Linked DNA regions of Pan troglodytes: all the other regions are linked to region 1. The links are chromatin contacts, called in public HiChIP or PLAC-seq maps. All regions are on one chromosome and are shown on one strand. Each heading gives the region's core, a stretch centred on a gene start, on an enhancer-like site or on the middle of the called end of the contact. The rest is flanking DNA. Distances are from core to core; before and after follow the strand shown.

What was found. HiChIP or PLAC-seq counts read pairs in DNA pulled down with a chosen protein or histone mark.
Region 2: an H3K4me3 HiChIP or PLAC-seq map of stem cell-derived excitatory neurons shows a contact between it and region 1, with 2.2 times the contacts expected there. The contact joins the promoter of WDR43 here to the promoter of FOSL2 in region 1. A contact is called at or near these places in 1 of 7 Hi-C or Micro-C datasets (stem cell-derived neural progenitor cells) and 1 of 1 datasets of contacts at active chromatin or transcription factors (stem cell-derived excitatory neurons).
Region 3: a contact with region 1 is called in an H3K4me3 HiChIP or PLAC-seq map of stem cell-derived excitatory neurons, with 13 times the contacts expected there. The contact joins the promoter of RBKS here to the promoter of FOSL2 in region 1. A contact is called at or near these places in 2 of 7 Hi-C or Micro-C datasets (blood and stem cell-derived neural progenitor cells) and 1 of 1 datasets of contacts at active chromatin or transcription factors (stem cell-derived excitatory neurons).
Region 4: an H3K4me3 HiChIP or PLAC-seq map of stem cell-derived excitatory neurons shows a contact between it and region 1, with 3 times the contacts expected there. The contact joins the promoter of PPP1CB here to the promoter of FOSL2 in region 1. A contact is called at or near these places in 1 of 7 Hi-C or Micro-C datasets (stem cell-derived neural progenitor cells) and 1 of 1 datasets of contacts at active chromatin or transcription factors (stem cell-derived excitatory neurons).

Annotation. Positions count from the first base shown.
Region 1 is chr12:94,462,225-94,465,211 of NHGRI_mPanTro3-v2.0_pri, forward strand. It overlaps FOSL2 (FOS like 2, AP-1 transcription factor subunit), which reads right to left and starts at 1,608. Exons shown (of 4, transcript XM_009442218.5): 1 at 597-1,608. The coding sequence starts at 698.
Region 2 is chr12:93,952,270-93,955,256 of NHGRI_mPanTro3-v2.0_pri, forward strand. WDR43 (WD repeat domain 43) reads right to left here and starts at 1,415. Exons shown (of 18, transcript XM_515377.8): 1 at 1,061-1,415. The coding sequence starts at 1,285.
Region 3 is chr12:94,970,133-94,973,119 of NHGRI_mPanTro3-v2.0_pri, forward strand. It overlaps RBKS (ribokinase), which reads left to right and starts at 1,420. Exons shown (of 8, transcript XM_003308943.7): 1 at 1,420-1,641. The coding sequence starts at 1,553. The region is part of intron 1 of BABAM2 (BRISC and BRCA1 A complex member 2); the gene reads right to left.
Region 4 is chr12:94,095,990-94,098,976 of NHGRI_mPanTro3-v2.0_pri, forward strand. It overlaps PPP1CB (protein phosphatase 1 catalytic subunit beta), which reads right to left and starts at 1,519. Exons shown (of 9, transcript XM_063789201.1): 1 at 1,249-1,519; 2 at 856-994. The coding sequence starts at 907.

The DNA of each region.
Region 1 (2,987 bases), core at 358-2,857:
AGCCAACCAAGGCTGGCTTCTTCCTTCCTGACCTTCGCACCTGATTCCCAGAGCGGCAGCCCTCGCCCTCGCTCCAGATTACTTGAAGGAGTCCAACCATGTTTCTGGGTCCCCAACCCCTTTCAGAAAGGAGCTAAGACTGATGGAGAACGGGGAGGAGAGAAAGAGGGCTTTCCTGAAGGAATAGGGTCCCAGGATGTCGAGAGGTGCCAGTGGGTGCAAAGATTTTCTTGTCTGTCCACCACCCAGAGAGAAGACGCGGGGCAGGGGTGGGGGGGGGGCAGACACGGGGGAGGGGGAGTAGTTCTTGGAAGGAGGTAACAGGCTCCTGGTAGGGGGCCTACAATTCCAGGAGTTTATCTGGGTAAAATATAATGTGAGAGGAAAAGGGCATGTTGTCTCTTCAAGCCCACTCCCCAATCCCCTAGTTTAAAAGGGGGTGGGGGGGAAGGGGAGGACGAAAATCCAGAACTTACAACGGTGGCCCGTAGGTATTTTCTCGCCAAGAAAAAGAAAAGAAAGCAAAAGAGGCAGTGGCGGCGAGAAGAGGGCAGGGGTCCGCCCGCGCCGCCAGGTGCACCGGGGCCCGCACCTACCTGCTGGCCGCCGCCGCCGCTGGAGTAGGACTCGGCGTGCGCAGGAGAGCCGCTGCTGCCCCGGGACGAGGTGTCAAAGTTCCCGGGATAATCCTGGTACATGATCCGCGGTGGGGGCCGGAGAGGAAACAGGGTGTTTTTCTTCCCCCGCCCTCGCCGCGGCCGCGCACCGGCTGCTGCGCGCTCGTTCGTCCGCCGGCCGCGCCGCGGGCTCTGGGCTTCGCTCCTGGGTTTCTCCCCCACCGCGGCGGGCGAGGACAGGGAGGCGGCGACACCTCAGGAACAGCGTCCCCCGAGCGTCCCTTACAGCACTTCTTTCCGGCTCTGCGAGCGCCGCGGGACCAGTTGTCCACCCGATCCCTCCCTCTAAAAAGTCGGCGCGTCTCTCGGTCCCTCCCCTGCGCGCGCCCTCCCGCCCCCGCGCGCAGCCGGAGCTCAGCGGGGACCCACGGCCCAATCAAAAATTGGAAATTAAAAAAAAGATTAGGAGCCCAGCGAGCCTGGCCTGCCAGCCCCGGGGACCCCCGATTTCAGACAGGGCCAAAAAGGCGGAAAGAAAAGCTGTCCGCTGGGAGAACTTCTGTTTTTTCCTTTTAGAAAAGGAGCCGGAGAATAAACTTCCCGTGGCCGACTCGCCGCCGGAGTTTCGGGGCGGTTCGGATACTTGACTAGGAGAAGGCGGCGTGCGCCCGTCCCGCGGCCCCGAGCGCGCCAGGGGGGACAGCGGCTTGTGGGGCTCAAGTAGAGCTGGCGCTGAGAGGGACGCGGCCCCGCTCCCCGCTCCGGCGCCCAGACCTGCACCCCTTCCCCGGAGCCCGCTCCCGGACGGGCCCGCCTCGCCCGGCCGCGCCTCTCCCTCTCTCTCTCTCTCTCTCCCTCTTTCTGTCCCCGCCGAGCGCCGCTCGTTCGCTCTCTCGCTGGTTCGCTCGGAGCCCTAGCGCTCTGCCCGAGATGAGTCACTACAATGGCACGAGTTCAACTCACACTCTTTATTCTCCAGCCCTGTACCATGTGGATTCACTCACGTCAACCCCAGACTCCACCTTGCAGGGAGGAGCGCACGAGGAGGCGGGGGGAGGAGGCCGCGGAGGAGGAAGAGGCGCGGGAGGGGAGGAGGCGGGCGCAGCTCTCCCCTCCCAGCCCCGGCTCCCGGCCGCGCTGACGCCAACCGCGCACCCCGCGCGAGGAAGCCAGGCGGTGGCCCGGGCGGGAGCGGGCGGCACGCACGGTTCGGGGGCGCCGAGGCAGCCCCGGCCCTCCCCAGTCCCCCGCTCACCCCCCGGGCCCAGCGCCCTTGGTCTGTTCCATTGGCGCACGTTGCCAAAGATGGTCATTTGCGTTAGAGGACGCGAGTGCGGGTTTCCTCGCTTTCGGGTGACGTGGAGGGAGAGGGATTCCCTCGCCCGCTCCCGAGTGCGCTGCGGCCTCTCCCCCGCCCTGGGAAGGGGCTCGGGGCGGGGCCCCGAGAGCGGCCGCGCGGGTCTCAGCTCCGGATTTTAGAAAATAATCACAGCCCTGACGGCGAGACGGGCGGTTCGGTGCGGCGCCACCGGGAGGCCGGGAGCCGGGCGCGCAGAGCCGCTCGCAGGGAGGGCGCGGCTGCGCGCGGTCGTAGGCGCCCTCCGCGGCGCCGCCGAGTGCAGCGGGCGCGCAGGGTGCCCGCGCCGCCCTGCGGCCGGGTCTTGGCGGGGCACGGCGCCGGGCGGGGCTGGCCTGCCTATTTTTCCCTCCGTGGCGGTCTGCCTACCGCTTCCCTTTTTGTTTTTTGTTTTTCATGTTTTCGGTCCTACAGTTAATTCGTTAGGAGTAGCCTTGAAGATGAAATTAACCAGTCAAGACATTCCGGCCGCCCTGTACGCCGGGCAATTAGGACGCATCTAATAAGAGTAATCGGGCGTTTATAAGCAAACTCCAGACTGTTACGAATTTAAAAAAAAAATAGCCAGCGAGAGGGTGTGCCCCAACGTTGTCGTCTTCAGCTGTTTTGGAGCGAAGTTCAGGGCGCGGGTTGCCGGACATTTGGGTCCTCCTCCCTCGCTGGGCGGGGCTGAGAGGGGCGCGGCGCAGGGTACAGAGCACAGACCTTGGAGCAGGAACGCCCGGCTACGCTATTTACGAGCTGTGAGATCTTGGACGAATTCCTTAACCTCTCTGGGCCTCAGTTTCCTCCTATAAAGTGAAGGAGTTTGGAGACATGACCTTAGGCCCTTCTCTGCTCTGGAGCTCCAATCCTTCCGCTGAGATGATGGTGTGTGTGAATGGAGAAGTACTGTAGCGGAAGTCAGGGAACTTAGGTTTTGGTCCAGGGTCTGTGTTAGCCTCAGTTTACCCAATTCTTAAGTAGCGCCAGCCATCTGTACCCCACAGGGTCCTTATGAGGACCCAATGTTA
Region 2 (2,987 bases), core at 165-2,664, 510 kb before region 1:
CTTATATGTATCCCTTCACCCAACCCAAAAATTTAGCAGGTTTCCCAGGTCGTCAGAGAGAGTAAGATCTATCCTAAATAGCTTTTACAGTTCTCCACACTGAAACAGCTCACATCACACACCTCAGGATACCTGATGTTTCCAAATCACTTTGCAGTGATTCGGTTTGGCTACTCTATAAATGCAATAACCACGTGCATGCTGAGTTAGAGAGATGTAGCTGAGTGACTCAACAGTGAAAGGCATTTACCTGACACGGGTCCCTAACAATGAAAAGCTCTGCCTAACTCGGCAGTTTTCCATCTAAGGGTAACTTCATCTGCACTCATAAAACATTCACTAAATCAAGCTACTACTTCACTTAACCTCCACATCCTAATGCAGACTTCAGATTGGGGTGGGTGGGGAGTAGTGTGATGGGCTTGAAAGCGGGGCGGGAGGGGCGAGCAGATGTTAAAATCAAAAAGCAGTGAGTTCAAAAAGCTGAGAATGTAGAGGTGCCTGGGAAAGGCAAAAGTCAAGAGTTGAGAGTCCCACAACCTGGACCGGGACGAGAACACGTGGTGAGCCGGCACCCAAAGGGGGGGCAGGAGGGGGAAGGTCCGGAAGCAAGTACAGACTAGTCCATACCAACTGCCCAGGGCAAAATTGATGAGCCAGATCACAGACAGAGGAAAGTTAGATAGTCCCAAGATGGGGCTCTGTCAAAAACCAGAACTCTGATGAGCCAAGGCCCGGCAGAAGGAAGCCGCCCCAGGGGGACCAGGGGACTTGGCGAACATGGCTGCCCGTCAACAGTGGGGCCCAGGCCTCATGGGGCCAGCCGGCAGGGCTCGGATACGAGGCCGGCCGGGTCGAGCTGCGCCCTCCCTCACTGCCCTCGCGGCAGGCCGCACGCGGGGCTGGCGGCTTGGGCCCTGAACGCGCCGACGCCGCCTCCAAGCCTTCTGGCCCGGGCCGCTGAGAGCCACGCGCGATGCCGGGCCAAGCGCCACCCGGCCCGGAGGCCCGAAGCCGAGCCTGGGAAGGCGCCCGCCCCGCGCAGTCCCGCTCGCTTTACCTTGGCCTGCAGCCGCGCTGGCGCCCAGGCCAGACAGGTGCAGGTACCACTGAGGTGCGCGGAAGGCACGTACTCCTGGTGCAACCGGTTGTTGGCCGTCTCCCATACTCGTAAGTGACCGTCGGTAGAGGCCAAAGCGAAGTAGGCCTGGCTGTGCGGGGAGAAGGCGCAAGGGACCCCAGCCGGGGCCAGGGGGTCGCAGCTACCGCCGCCGCCCGCCGCCATTGCTGCTCTGGCCCCGCTGCAGCCACGTGTTCGTCCGTGCGCAGGCGCACCGGCGCGGGGCGGAGCCTGGAGGAGGAAGTGAGGCGGAGGGAGCGCCGGGGGCTCAGGGGGTGGATCTTCGCGTCGCGGAGAGCTTCTGGCGGATCCGCCCTGTGGACGGTGGCCCGCTAGGGCCTGTCGCTATCTTGTTCTGGGCGGGAGTGGGAGTATGGGAGAAAGTAATTGTAGAATCAAGATCAAGTCCTGTTCCTTTAAAAAAAAAAAAAAAAAAAAAAAGGGTGGGGGCCGGGCGCGGTGGCTCACGCCTGTAATCACAGCACTTTGGGAGGCCGAAGTGGGCGGATCCCCTGAGGTCGGAGTTCGAGACCAGCCTGACCAACATGTAGAAACCCCCGTCTCTACTAAAAATAAAAAAATTAGCCGTGGGCTGGGCGCGGTGGCTCACGCCTGTAATCCTAGCACTTTGGGAGGCCGAGGCGGGTGGATCACAAGGTCAGGAGTTCAAGACCAGCCTGGCCAAGATGATGAAACCTCGTCTCTACTAAAAATACAAAAAAATTAGCCGGGCTTGGTGGTTGGCACCTGTATGTAATCCCAGCCACTCGGGAGGCTGAGGCAGAGAATTGGTTGAACCCGGGAGGCGGAGATTGCAGTGAGCCGAGATCGCGCCCCTGCACTCCAGCCTGGGCGACAGAGCGAGACTCGTCTCAAAAAAAAAAAAAAAAAATAGCCAGGCGTGTGGCGCACGCCTGTAATCCCAGCTACTCGAGAGGCTGAGGCAGGAGAATCGCTTGAACTCGGGAGATGGAGGTTGCTGTGAGCCGAGATCGCGCCATTACACTCCAGCTCTGGGCAGCAAGAGCGAAACTCCGTCTTAAAAAAATAAATAATAAATAAATAACAATTTTTTAAAACTTTAAAGAAAATGATAAGGTAGAACGAAAGGTTTGAAGGAAATCTTCAGCCGAGCGCGGTGGCTTACACCTATAATCCCACTTTGGGAGGACGAGGCGGGCAGATCGCCCGAGGTCAGAGTTCGAGACCAAGCTAGGCAAAATGGCGAAACCTTGTCTCTACTAAAAATACAAAAATTAGCCGGGTGTGGTGGTGTGTGCCTGTAGTCCCAGCTACTCGGGAGACTGAGGCAGGAGAATCCTTGAACCCGGGAGGTGGAGGTTGCAGTGAGCCGAAATCGCCACGCCACTGCACTCCAGTCTAGGTGACAGAGCGAGACTGTCTCAAAAAAAAAGAGAGAGAAAAGAAGTCTTCACTTTAAAATTGATAATGATTGTAACAACTGCTTCCGTTTCCCCCTGTTCAATTCCAGGCTGTAATCATTTACAACATAACAATGTATTCAGTTATAATAATGTAAAAGTAATGATCGGAACGGCTATTCCCTCCTGTTTCTCCAGATTTATCTCATGTTGCTACATCAAATAGACATTTTTAGGCACACGCCCATAGTCTGGAGGCTGAGGGAGGAGGATGGCTTGAGCACACGAGGTCGAGGCTACAGTGAGCTATGACTGCTCCATTGCACCCTACCCTGGGTGACATAGTGAGATCCTGTATCCAAAAAATAAAGGGTAGATTTTTATATTTCTCCTAAATATTCACCAAATCAATGCATTCTAATTCAAGGAATGCTAGGTACTGTTCAGCCCACACAGAGCTTATTGCCTGCCAGGAAAGATAAAAA
Region 3 (2,987 bases), core at 170-2,669, 510 kb after region 1:
CCAAACCATACTAAGTGACAACAATACATTCTAATTCAGCAACGGTCGTGACTTTAGGATGACACCTTAGAGAATGAATTCTCTTTATTTCCAGGGCAGCCATAATACTATGTTTTAACAGTGCAAGGTTTCACGCAGTATTAAAATCTATTTCAACCATGAGGAGGTGTGACTTCTCTAAAAAAAAAGGGGGGGGTGGGGTGGGGAGTGGAATACAGTGACTCCAAAATCAGAAGTCACTTAGCCAAAAACACTGGTCCTTTGGTGCAGTGAACCGGGTACATGGACAGGGAGTCACCACCGGTAGTAACTCTTACGCATGGCAGCACTATAACACACCCCAGATATACAAACATTTACGGTGGTCAGAGTCCCCTGAATGCTACTCCTGCAATTTGTATTTCCTGATTTTGACGTATTGCAAAAGGGCAATGCAAAATTACAATTTTTGCAAGGGTCTGCTACCCCAAAATAAAGTTACAAAAGGTCCTTTGATGAGAGACCTGGGGATTACAAAGACGTCTAAAGCACCATCCAGGTTCTTGCAATTAAAATGAGATGACAAACACGGAAACATGTGCCCTGCTGACGTCATGGAACGGAAAGGGGTGGCATCCTGCTGCGTCACGTCGACGTCATACAGCGCACGAGGGAAGTTACACTGGGGAAGCAATTTCCCCCAAGGGGCAACATTCGAGAAAAACAAGTTAGCTCAGACCCGAAGAATGACCACCCCACTCTAGGGGACGTCTTAAAAAGGGACACTCTCCCCTCTTCCAAACTGTATGATTCCCCTCATCAGGCAACAAGGAACTAATACTCGGGGTTTACAGGGACCAGGGGATGGGCCAGATATGGAGAAAGAGACGCCTCTGGCCTTGGGGGCTCGTTCTTGAGGGAATCAGCGTGATGGGGATGAGAAGGGCATCTTTGGAACGGGGGCCTTCTCCATAGGAAGAGGAGGCGAGTCCCCTGGCCATATTTAAACCACAGTTCTCCACGCCACCTGTGCGACTCGGGATCCAACCTCCCCGCACCAGCCCCAGTCCAGGTACCTGGAACTTAGTCCGATCGGTAACCGGCGACTACGTGGGGTACAGGTACCCGAGCGCGCCCCCGACCGACGCACCGACCTGCGCGCGCGCCGCGGGCAGGATGCGTGCGCACTCCCCGGACGTCCCGCCCCGCCCCCTCTGCGGCCCCGAAGCTGGGCGGCGTGCGCGCCCCCGCGCCGCGCCGAGCCGGGCGCTCGGAAAGGCGTCCCCGCGGTGCCTGACAGTTCCTTCCTCAGCGCCTGCCCCGTGAGTGGCGAGGAGCGCGGAGTCTCGCCATATCAGGAGGGCCCTGTTACGTGAGGCTGTGCACGGAGACTATTCCAGGAAGAAGAGGGGACACTTGGTGGGCGGGGTGATTTCGGGCAGTCAGGTGGGCGACCCGCGTAGGCGTCTGAAAGGCCCGCGTCGTTAGGGAGGGCAGGAGTGGCGTCTCTGGTTACGGGGTCGGGCAAAGGGCAGAGGTCACCGTCCAGGTTGGACAGCAGCACCTTTGAGCGATGGCGGCGTCTGGGGAATCCCAGAGGCAGTGGCAAGAGGAGGTGGCGGCGGTGGTAGTGGTGGGCTCCTGCATGACCGACCTGGTCAGGTTAGTCCGGGGCCAGTTACTCAGTCTGCGGCTCGGGGGAGGAGGCGTGCCGTGCGCTATGCGCCCAGTGGAAATCTTGGGCGCTGGGTCTCCAGGGATAGACAGTGCTAGCTTTGGGTATGAGCTGCAGGTTTTCGAAGCCTTCAGCCTACCTTCCTGGCATGAAAGAACTTGAGTATATAAAGGTAAATCTCAGGGGAGGGGACGTAAGAGGCCAAGGTTTAGTGAAAGCTCTAATATTACTCAAAGCGCTCCCCAAAGACCTGCCCTCCAAAGACTTGCGCCCCCAAAGACCTTTCTTGGCCCGGCTGCTGAGCCTTTCCCCAAACGAGCCAGGGAACTTTGCCCACGTCATTTTACCTCCGAGAATGTGCCTACCTCACAGGGTTGTTGTGAGGACTAAATGAAGTAAAGTGTTTTGTCAAGCGTAACATTATCCAAATTGGGTATTATTCGTCTGAGCTTATTGTATAAAATAATGAGTTGAGCAGAAATCAAAAAGACTGTCACCTTTTACCATGTTGATTGTCGGCATTACTGCAGTATTTTATATTTACAGCGTATTTTTCAGCAAGCCAAGTATGAATCAAAATAAAAACATAAACACAGTATTTACAACCTCTAAAAACTATGATCAAATTATGATAGAAAATATGCCAAATGAAAATTGTTGAGTTAGGTCAGTAAGATTGAGTAGACAGATCCTTCTGATTTTTCTTTTTTTTTAATTAAGGTAGCTTTTCTGATTACAAAAGTAATGTATGTTCACTGTAAAAGTAGTAATAAATTCAGATATTCCAAGAAAATCCTACCACTCCAATTACTGCAGTTCAGTCTTTTGATGAATATCTTTTCAGTTGTAATGCTACTTTGTGTTATAAAAATGATCAGGTATACTACAGTAACACCTCATTCGTCCTGAAATGTTGCTTTTCCAAAGGGTAATAGAGAACGTGGAACTAAAGAAAAAGGCTTTGGGACAATCAAAATAAGTCACCAAATTGCTGCACCAAACCACCTGTATTCTACTCAGAAAATAGGTCTAGGGTCTTCATGTAACCAATTTAACCTTACCTTAAAATATTTATAAGCTGTGTTACCAAATTTCCACTGAGATTAGAAAGGTGGGAGTTAGAGAAGAGACTGCTAGAGGCAGTTATTGTGACTGACGAAAACTTGAGGATGAGTAGGAGACTGTGTAACGAGAAGAAGCAACAAAAGAATTTTAAATACCAATGACCTTTATTTTTCCACAAATATTAGAACTATTCTGTCAGACACTGTGCCAAGATAAAAATAGTTTCCTTTGGTGACAGAGCATAAAATTGAATCTAGTTGGAGACATT
Region 4 (2,987 bases), core at 269-2,768, 370 kb before region 1:
TCCCACCAACATAAAACTATTCAATAAGAACACTTGAGCCCGGAAAGTTCAAATGCTGCGTAGACCTGCAAATACCTTTCGAATACAAGACAGGCTTTAAAAATAGATTTTCACTAAGTTTGTGCAGAAATTAAGCTCTGCTCAAATCAAATGCAAAAGCCAATCCCTTCAGCAAACCCATCTACATACATCACATTTCTGACGTGCATCTTCAACCTGAGCAAATATTTTGTCTTACAATTTTTTTAGGCCAAGTAACAAACGGTAGATTAATTCCCGCTAATTTTATCCTCTCTTTAAGAACAATCCATTCTATATAGCATTGTGTAAAAATGCAGAGCAGACGAAACAGTCCTGTTAAGGACAGGTTTTTATATATATACGTAAAATTCACTCCCGGAACGACAATCGGAGGCAGCCAAGGGCAATGCACAAAGAGAACAGAGAAGAACAGTGATTCCACGGACGCACAAAGCCCGGTGGCAGGGCAGGCATCCTCTCCCCATCCTCGGGTCACCGGAGGCGAGCACCACGGCGCGCGGAGCCCGGCGGCCTTTCCGAAAGGCTGTCGCCCGCAGACCCGCTCCGCACAGCCTTCGGCCGGCGGGCCTGGCCCCCGAGGGTCCGCGGGAACGGCCCCCTCTCCCCCGATCTCCCCTGACCGCGCTCCCAGAGGCCGCTCCCCCGCGCCCAGAGCCTCCTCGCCCCCTCCTCGGTTCGTCCGCCGCGCCGCGCTCCCAGAGACTCGTCTCGGGGCGGGAAAGGGGTCCCCTCGCGTTCCGGCGGCAGAGGGGGACGCAGGGGTCGGCGGCGGTGCCCGACCTCCCTCTGTCCCGCGGCCAGGCGCGCACTCACCCTCCAGCAGCCGGGTGATGAGGCTGTCCACGTTCAGCTCCCCGTCCGCCATCTTGTCGGCACAGACTCTCCTTCCCAGCAGCGGGAACAAGGGCTTCTCGGCGGCGGAGGCTGCGGAGACGGCTCGGCGTTCTCTCACCTACAAGTCACGCGGCGTTTCGACCCCGGCTCCAACTCCCCCTTTTCCCGGGCCCTCCCCCCACCCCCTCCCCGCCGGGTAGCGAGAGCGCGCGCACACTCGGAGGCACCCACGGAAAATAAATAAATAAACAAGAGAGGCCCCTTCGAACAGGGCCGCGTCAGACCCAGGCCGCCACCTCCTCCTCCTCGGCACCGCCCAGCTCCGCAAAGCTCACCAGCGCCGCCGACGGCCCCACCCGCAGCGCCACTCACTCCGCACGTCCCTTGCGCGCCGCCGCGTCACGCAGCTCTCCGCGCAGGCGCGCGGCGCGCTCCCCGCCGAGGCTCCCCTCGGCGCCTGGGCCGCCGCGCAACCGCACTGGAGCGGCTTTTCCCGTTGCCGTCTTCGCGCAGGTGCGTCGCCCTCTCTCCACGTCCACGGCGCCGAGTCTCGCCGCGGTGGCGCAGGCGCCAGGGAGGTTCCCCGGCTTTGCCGCGCGGAGGAAGTCCCGGTTACGCAGAGCGCGCTGGGGCTGGGCTGACCTTCCCCTTTCTCTACTTCACTGGCCTCCTCCAGACGTGGTGGTTGCGCCCTTTCGACCTCGCTTTCCGTTTTTTGGCTTCATCGCCTAGATCTGCAAACAGTTCCTCGTGTTTCTTCCGTTAGCCGGGAAACGCGAACTGCAGCGTTTGGGACCCGGGTTTGCGCGTGTGGAAAGCAAAAGGGGTTACTCTGCTGGAGTTCGACATTGCAAATAAAGGTCTTTATCCCCGGCGGTTCTACAAAATTAGTTCTGCAGGGATTCTGGTTGAAAGAAGCGTTAAAGTGGGCCTTGTAGGAGTCCGCAATAATCCAGTTTTACATGGGTGCAGATGGCTGCCTGTGTCTAGCGCTTTCACACATCTCATATCTTCATCCACGCCGTGGGTATCTTTTTTCCACGGTGTGTTTCTGTTGCTGCCTCCAGTATATTGCTTAATCATCCTACCTGGTAATTATTTATGCATTTTTCTCCTACTCTCGACTCAGCTCCTAGGGGATAAAAACACACTAACTTATCTTTGTGCCCACAGCACCCACCAAGTATTTCCATCACGTAATACTGCCTCTAGAAAGGCAGGAGGAGAAGCAGTCACGCTAAGGATCTAGGCAAGCCAGATCTTTTGTCCGGTTTTAGGAGGTGGCCAGCCCTTACTTATTCCACAAGTGTTTTTCCAGAAACTCAGACTTGATATTGCCTCAAGTCCAAGGCAGTGTGCTTCCCCCACTCACATATCACTAATAGTAGCTAACATTTGTTCAGATCCCTGTATGTACTCTGCCACTGTTTTAAATGTTACACCCGGGTTACCTCATTTAATCCTTACAACTGCCCTGTGAGGTAGGTACTATTATTATCTCTACTTTGTAGATGGGATTCACCGAGGCACAGACGGTTAAAAAACTTAGCCCAAATCACACAAATAAACAGCAGAGCTGGGATTCAAACCCAGGCATGTAGTGCTAGAGTCTGCATTCTTAACAATTGCTATATTCTCCCTCTCCGTGAATGTGGGCTGAGATGCTGAAACAGGCATGTGCTGTGGGGGAGAAAAAGCTTTGTCCAACCAAGTGCTTTCTAGTGTCCAGATGACATAGAGCTAGGATTTCCTAATGTCTTTTTTCCCCTATTTTTCTCTCCATTTCAGGATTGAGTTTGTGCATCGATTGTGAACACAACAGGCAGCAGGCTATAATGGTGGTCCTGGCTGGAGTAGTTTTCACAGACTGCAGTAATCTGTGGAGATGAACTGGCAGTTCTCTGTAGTTTTCACAGATCACTGCCAGTTCGTTTTGAGGCCTTCAGGAGTGAAGACCTGGCTCATCATCACTCTTTGTTGTTTTGTTAAATTTATTTACACCCTACTTTATTCCAGAGGAAAGGATTTAACGTAGTTTACATAAATGTGTACAGCAGGGTAAATTAAAAATAAGTACAGAGAAAAATAGGACAAAAGAAAACCGTGAGTGT